Regions from separate parts of the Sus scrofa genome. Here region 2 is linked to region 1. A link is a contact called in public Hi-C data. All regions are on one chromosome and are shown on one strand. The core of a region is the stretch at or near the end of the contact, and the rest is flanking DNA. Distances in the headings are between cores, read along the strand shown. Region 1 has its middle 120 kb from the start of AKR1E2. Region 2 holds the start of KLF6 (Kruppel like factor 6).

Region 1 (3,463 bases), core at 603-3,102:
ACATTGTTTCCTGAATTTTTCACATAACAGTTTGAAGAACTCGGAGTTCCCGTCGTGGCGCAGCAGAAAAGAAGCCGACTAGGAACCGTGAGGTTTCAGATTCTGTCCCTGGCCTCTCTCAGTAAGTTAAGGATCTAGTGTTGCCGTGAGCTGTGGTGTAGGTCACAGATGAGGCTCGGCTCTGGTGTTGGTGTAGCTGCGGTGTAGGCCAGCAGCTATAGCTCTGATTTACCCCCTAGCCTGGGAACCTCCATATGCCTCAGGTGCGGCCCTAAAAAGAAAAAAAAAAAAAAAATAAGAGTTTGAGGAACTGAAAATTTCAAAAGGATAACCTGAGAAGCCAATCTGAAAAGGCTGCTTATGTTTTATCCCAACTCTATGACATTCTGGAAAAGGCAAAACTTTGGAGACAGTAAAAGGATTAGGAATTGCTAAGGGGTGGAGGAAGGAGGAAAAGGAGGAGAACAGAGGATTTTTAGGGCAAAGGAACTTCTATGTATGACACTGTAATGGTGTCATTATGCATCTGTCCAAACCCACAGATGATACAACACCAAGAGTGAACCCTAATGTAAACTATGAACTTGGCATAATTATGATGCATCATTGTAGGTTCATCAGCTGTAACAGATGTACCATCTATGGAGATATTGATGGTGGGGACGTTGATGGTGGGGATGCTGATGTGAGGATGCTGACGGTTGGGATGCTGATGGCGGAGATGCTGATGGTGGGGCTGCTGATGGTGGGGATGCTGATGGTGGGGATGCTGATGGTGGGGCTGCTGATGGTGGGGATGCTGGTGGTGGGGATGCTGACGGTGGGGATGCTGATGGTGGGGATACTGATGGTGGGGATGCTGATGTGGGGATGCTGATGGTGGGGATGCTGATGGTGGGGATGCTGATGGTGGGGATGTTGATGGTGGGGATGCTGATGGTGGGGATGCTGGTGGTGGGGATGCTGATGTGGGGATGCTGACGGTGGGGATGCTGACGGTGGGGATGCTGAGGGTGGGGATGCTGATGGTGGGGATGCTGACGGTGGGGATGTTGGTGGTGGGGATGCTGATGGTGGGGAGGCTGTGGGGGGTGCAGAGGGGGTATGGGAAATCTCTGTGCCCTCCCCTCAATTTTTCTGTGAACCTAAAACTGCTCTGAAAACAAATAAATTCTTTTTTAAAAAAAGTTAACCCGAAGCAAACTGTCTTTTTTTTTTTTTTCAGAAAAAGCTTAGATAAAATCATTTGACTTCTATTTAAGAATGGCACAAAAAGGAGTTCCCATCATGGTTCAGCAGGACCAAATCTGACTAGCAGCCATGAGGACGCAGGTTTGATCCCTGGCCTTGCTCAGTGGGTTAAGGATCCGGTGTTGCTGTGAGCTGTGGTATAGGTCGCAGACTCAGATATGGCATGGCTGTGGCTGTGGCGTAGGCCAGTGGCTGCAGCTTCAATTCAACCCCAAGCCTGGGAACCTCCATATACCGTGGATGCTGCCCTTAAAAAAAAAAGGCACAAAAACCCCATGATTTCACTACTAGTATATGAATGGTCCCACGCACCATTCTGAGTGGCCTGGCTTTTATTTCTTCCTTCTCTACGTCTCTGACTTCTATCTTTGTTTCCTAAATTATCCTGTTCCCTGTAAAAGCAAATCGCGAGCCCAGCCTGAGAAAGCTGCATGGGCCTCTCCAAAGACCCTCATTTTCAGAAGAAAGAGCAAATTCTTGGCCACATGTGGTTCCCGTTGTTGTTGAAGTTGCTTGGGTCCAAATCAGAACAACGCAGGAGTGGCGGGGGCAGGGTGCCCTGGCAGGGAAACACTTCTAGGCCTTTCCCCAGAGGCTGTGTGCGCAGAGCAGCTGCCTGAGTCATGAGAACAGATCTCCAGGGACCCTCCACCTCTGACTGAGGGCGGAGTGGCTTTCTCAGCTCCCAGGATGATGTCAGCGTCACCAGCAAACAAACGCTGCGTTCATTCAGCCTCCAGTCGGAGATTCCGATGACACAGCCAAGGGAGTCTGGGTGGCACAGAGCAAACTGGAGATGCTGGAAACGGCCGCCAGTCCTCTGAAGACGCAGCTCCAGGCTGGCAGAGATTTCCCTGCCCATGTCCTATTTGTCACCGCAGGGTGGCGTGCCACCTGCCTGGGCCAGGCGTCACCGGCCGTTTTCAGTTTCCTCCTTGATCCCAAATGGCTCAGTTAAGGAATCGGTGTGAGAAACAGACCTATTTTTTACTCACAATGACTTCGCCATCTGCCTCCGTGTTCTCTATACACAAAATTCCTGGCCTGCGTGTTCATGCATTTCAATCTGTGAACCACCCAGAGTCAAAACCATCTTTTTAGAGTCACGTGGTGCTGGGAGCATGCTGTTTCACCGAGTAGAACGGATACCTTGCTGAAGGGTCTTCACACCATTCAGAGAAGGAGGGCTTTAAAAATAAAGCTGACAGAAGATTTCACGGCAATGAAACCGCCGAGCAGCCTTGACTTTTATTTCCCAAGTCAGCAGGAAAAAATGTTCTCACCAAATGTGTAAATGGCTGCACACGTTTGCTGTGTGTGGGCTCTCTCTTCCACGAGTTTGGTAATAACTCAAGCGTGGGAATCGGGAGACTGGTACTGTCTCCATCATTGATTCAGTACCCCCTGGGTATGACCCTTTGGCGCTCGGGTCTTCTGCGCTCCTCATGCAGAAAATGAGAACAAAAGAGTTCTCGTTTCCCGAAAGTGTTTCGTGTGTTGCAAGTTTGAAATGAGCCGATAGGAAAAGTATAGAAAGAGCCGCCCAAATATGTCAAATCCTGTTATGATGAAGGCTCACAGCCTTTCGGTGAGATGTCATGACTGCTAACTAAGTAACTGGGGGTTGTTAAAGAGCCATTGGCTTTACTAAATCACTACCTTGCAAAATAGTATATAATACATATATATCATTGCAGGTTTTGTTACAAAATCAAGATGGCTCAAAATACGGGAACTGAGTGCTTATACTGCAAAAAAAAAAGTTTATGTCCAGATATGCCCATGTCCAGCCCTAAGTACTCTTTTTAAATATATATTTGTGTAGTGTAGTGATAAAGTCTGTTTCTCCATTTCATGGCTATGTCTTCTTTTCTTATACATTTTTTAAATGAGATTAAAACATACCATGAAATTCACATTTAAAAAGTGTACACTGTAGCAGTGTTCCGTGTACTCACAATCACCATTATGTATTTCTCAAATATTTTCAAACTGTAAAGAAACAATTTGATTCCCTACCCTTTAGCAGTAACGCTTCTTCCCCCGCCCCTCCTCAGCCCCTGGCAAATACCAATCTAGTTTTTCCCTCTGTGGATTTGCCTTTTCTGGACATTTTATATTCATGTTTCTGGCTTCTTTCTCTTAGCAGACTGTTTTCAAGGTGCATCCGTGTTTTAGGGCATTCCAGAACTTCATTTATTTTTATGGCTGG
Region 2 (3,463 bases), core at 483-2,982, 680 kb before region 1:
AGATAGCGTATGGATGTTCCAGAGAAAAAGGAAAGCACGTTTATTGAGATCTTGTTAAACTTTAATCATCTGGCTAATTTAAAATCTCCATTATGCTGAGGAGCACTGGGGACCAGAACGAAGCTCGCTCTCGGAGAGTTTAAAAGCCTCTGAAGGCGACCGAGAGCTCAGCCTGGCTTGTGGCCCAAATCCCAAATGCCCAAGGAAACTACTTAGATCAATTTCAATCACGTCCTAGGAAGCTGCTTCTTTAGGAGGAAAAGCAGGGAGGGAGAGGGAGGCAGGAGAGGGCTGCCGACAATTAAGCAGGCGTGTGAAGGTTGTAACACTTTGCATTTCATCTCCCCTAAAAGCCTTCTAGGCTTTGAAACCCATGGAATATATCTGATCTGCTAATTCACTTTGTGACAAAAAGCCAACAGCCTCGTAGGGTAGAGACAACCCCAAACCTCCTTCCACCCTTTAAAGACAATGGGACAAGTGTCAGAATCTCCCTCCCTCCAGGCAATCCCAATGAATCAGAAGGGGAAAAATTAAGTTTCTCAAATGTCCAATGCCCCAAATTCCAGACCCACTAAAAAATGCCGGAAACAGGCTCTTCTTCCCAAACTCAGACTTGAAGCAATACGGACCGGCTCATTGTCATATGACTGATAAGTCACTGTTTGTGCAAACACTGTTTTTTTTTTCTTTCTTTCTTTCTTTTTTTTTTTCTTTCTCTGGTCAAAGAAAGAAACAGGTAAGAAAAACAAGGCAGATGGAGGCAAATCGTAAGGATTCCAAAGAAGGTTAAGAAATTGAAAATGGCCTGCTAGAGAAAAGGAGCTGGCGGATGTTCTGCTGGTTTAATTCTTAATTAAAAAAAAAACCAAAACAAAACAAAACCCAAAACAAAACCAAAAAACCACCTCTACATACAAACACCAAAAAGCAAAACAAAAACAAAATCCCTTAAAAACAACAACAACAACAACAACACCCTTGGCAGTCCATGCAAGTTCATATGACCAGATCCAGCTGTGGAGTCTGGAGCTGGTACAAGCACCAAACTTCTGCCAAGGGCTGGGGCCGGGATCAGGCCGCGGAGCTGGGTCTGCCCTCCGGAGCTGGTAGTTCATAAGCCCCAGAAACGGGCAAAAACACTCGGAGTGACCAAGCGCTGCTGCGCCCCACTCAAATGTCAACTCCGCTCCACGCCGTAAAGGCCTCTTTAAAGTGCCTTCCTCACCGGAGGCAGGAGAAGTACGTTTTAGGACTAATTATTTTAATTTAAAAAAATTTGCCCAAACCACTAAAAAAAAAAAAAAAAAAAAAAAAAGAAGAAGAAGAAATGCACCTCCAACCACACACCGTCCTGTCGGTGCGTGCATGCACTCCCTCCTCGGCACACCGGGGCACCTGGCCCACGAAAATTCCTATTTACCTGTTGCCAATATTCCTCCAGGGAGGGCAGCGCCGAGAAGTAACCAGTCTCGTGCACAATCTGGAGTTCCTGGAAGATGCTGCACATTGGGAGCACATCCATGTCGGGTTGGAAAAGACAGTCACTGCTGTTGTAAAAACAGGGAGGTGTGCGGTCTGGAGTCGGGAGCGCAGCAGTCGTGCCTGCAGCGCCGGGGAAGTTCATGCAAACTCAGTGCGCAGCAATTAGGCGCCGCGGGTTCGGATCCTGCCGGAGCCCGGAGACGCACTCTCGAGCCCACACAATATTTGCAAACACCGGACTGACTGCAAACGTAACCCCTGCAAAACTTCCCTATTCAAAGCTCCTCTGCCAGCCTCCCCTCCTCCCCGCCCAGCCCCCTCCTCCCCTCCCCACGTGACTCGCCCTCGCCCGCCCATCGCACCGCCCAATCACGCCGCGCCTGGCCCGGGGGCTGCGCGAAGATGATGTCAGCTTCGGCCAATGGCGGGCGGCGGCTCACAGCGGCCCCGCCTGGCGTGACCGAGCCTCTCCATCACAGCCCTCGCCATTGGCTGAATTCGAACTTCGGCCGGCTCTGATTGGAAAGCGGCTTCGCAGGCTATTTTTAGCAGGGTATATAAGGCGCGGGCCGCCGCGCGCCGGAGGAGTCGGTGCTGGGAGGTGCGCGGCCGAGCGGCTGAGTGCGCCGCTGCCGGGCCGAGGGAGCCGGGTGTCCCTTCCGTCCCGTCCCCGGTCCCCGCACCCCCGTCGTCCTGGTCCCAGTCTTCGTCCCCATCACCCGGGTTGGTCCCCGCAGCCCGGGCCCGCGCGTTCCTCACGCCGGTCATCCGGGCCCTGTCCCCTGCCCCCGGCTCAGCGGCTCAGTGCGCCGCCGCGGGGCTGAGGGGAGCCAGACGGGGTCCCTCCGCCCCTCCCCTCCAGCCTCGGGCCGACCTGCCCTTCTCTGGCCCCCGCCGTCCCTTCCTCCCTCTCGGTCCTCCCTGTATCCCCGTCTTCCGTCCCCTTCTTTCTTCCCCCTCTTCCCCGCCCTTGTCTCCTGTCACCCCTCCCCATCAGTCCCCTTCTGTACCTGCTCCATACCCCGCAGTCCTAAGTTGGCCCCTGCGACCCAGGTGTGGTGGACAGAGCATCCCCACAGGTGTGTGTGGGGGGGTGGCGGGGCAGGAAGGTGGGCAGGGAGGGGCCTGAGATGCTCCAGAGCCGCTGTGGTGCGTGCCTCTGAGCTCCCTCCTTCCGCCCCCTTCCCGTGGAAAGGACACACACTTGGGGGACCCACCTGTGCCCCCAGATGCCTGCGGAACCTGCAGGGAAAGGATCAGAATGGCTGGGGAGACCCACGTTGGACCTGCTTGTTTTGATTCTATGAGACCACATTTTTCTTTTAAAAATTTGGGCCCCTTATGAAGGGGGCAAAAAATGAGGGTGCCTTAACTGCTCTCAGAACAGCATGGTACCAGTTGCCCACATTTCAGAAATGCACTTTCCGGAGTTTGGCCCCAGACCTGCAGAATCGGAGCTGGGGGTAGGGGCTGTCCTAGCCACTGTGTTTGGAACACGCTTCCCAGGTGAATCTAAAATGTGGGAATTGGGGTCTGGAAAGTGTCCTTTTACTTGTCACCACAGGGCAGTCCTCATTTCAAGAAGGTTCCAGGACTCTCACCAAGGTTAACGACTAGACTTTTCCTTAGCGTGTAAACAGTTTAAATTAGGTTGAAGCTGACATTCAAGGTGGGTTTTTTTTTTTTAATATATGTAAATTATCTACTGAAATATCCCATGATCATTTCAAGAAAAAAATACCAAGAACATGTAGAATGTGCCTTTTAAAACTTGAAATAGAAAATTGAATTACAGCTACTACCTTCACTTTTATTTCAAAATAGAGTTTAATGAACATGCTTTTGAAGTTTAAAAAAAAATGAAGTCTGTTTAAGAATTTTGAGAGGATTTTGTATGTTAGAGTTTAGCAGACTCGAGTGTACAAGGAATATGAGCCTAAAAGATTCTAGGTGGGACTTTTGTCAGTCCAAAGGAAAG

What was found. A called contact is a pair of places that touch in the nucleus more often than the background predicts.
Region 2: a contact with region 1 is called in a Hi-C map of skeletal muscle, with 4 times the contacts expected there. The contact joins the promoter of KLF6 here to the enhancer-like site in region 1. A contact is called at or near these places in 1 of 5 promoter capture datasets (liver), 15 of 47 Hi-C or Micro-C datasets (brain, embryonic fibroblasts, fetal heart ventricle and 11 more) and 2 of 2 datasets of contacts at active chromatin or transcription factors (alveolar macrophages and skeletal muscle).

Annotation. Positions count from the first base shown.
Region 1 is chr10:65,809,425-65,812,887 of Sscrofa11.1, reverse strand. No RefSeq gene overlaps it. Among named protein-coding and RNA genes, the nearest start is that of AKR1E2, 120 kb to the right of the region's middle. Within about 2 kb of position 1,852, at least 16 of the 83 cell types and tissues checked have an H3K27ac peak or open chromatin away from gene starts, as enhancers often do. A contact at or near this core is called in retroperitoneal adipose tissue, skeletal muscle and subcutaneous adipose tissue, where this site is marked.
Region 2 is chr10:66,486,714-66,490,176 of Sscrofa11.1, reverse strand. KLF6 (Kruppel like factor 6) reads right to left here and starts at 1,732. Exons shown (of 5, transcript NM_001134353.2): 1 at 1,424-1,732. The coding sequence starts at 1,525.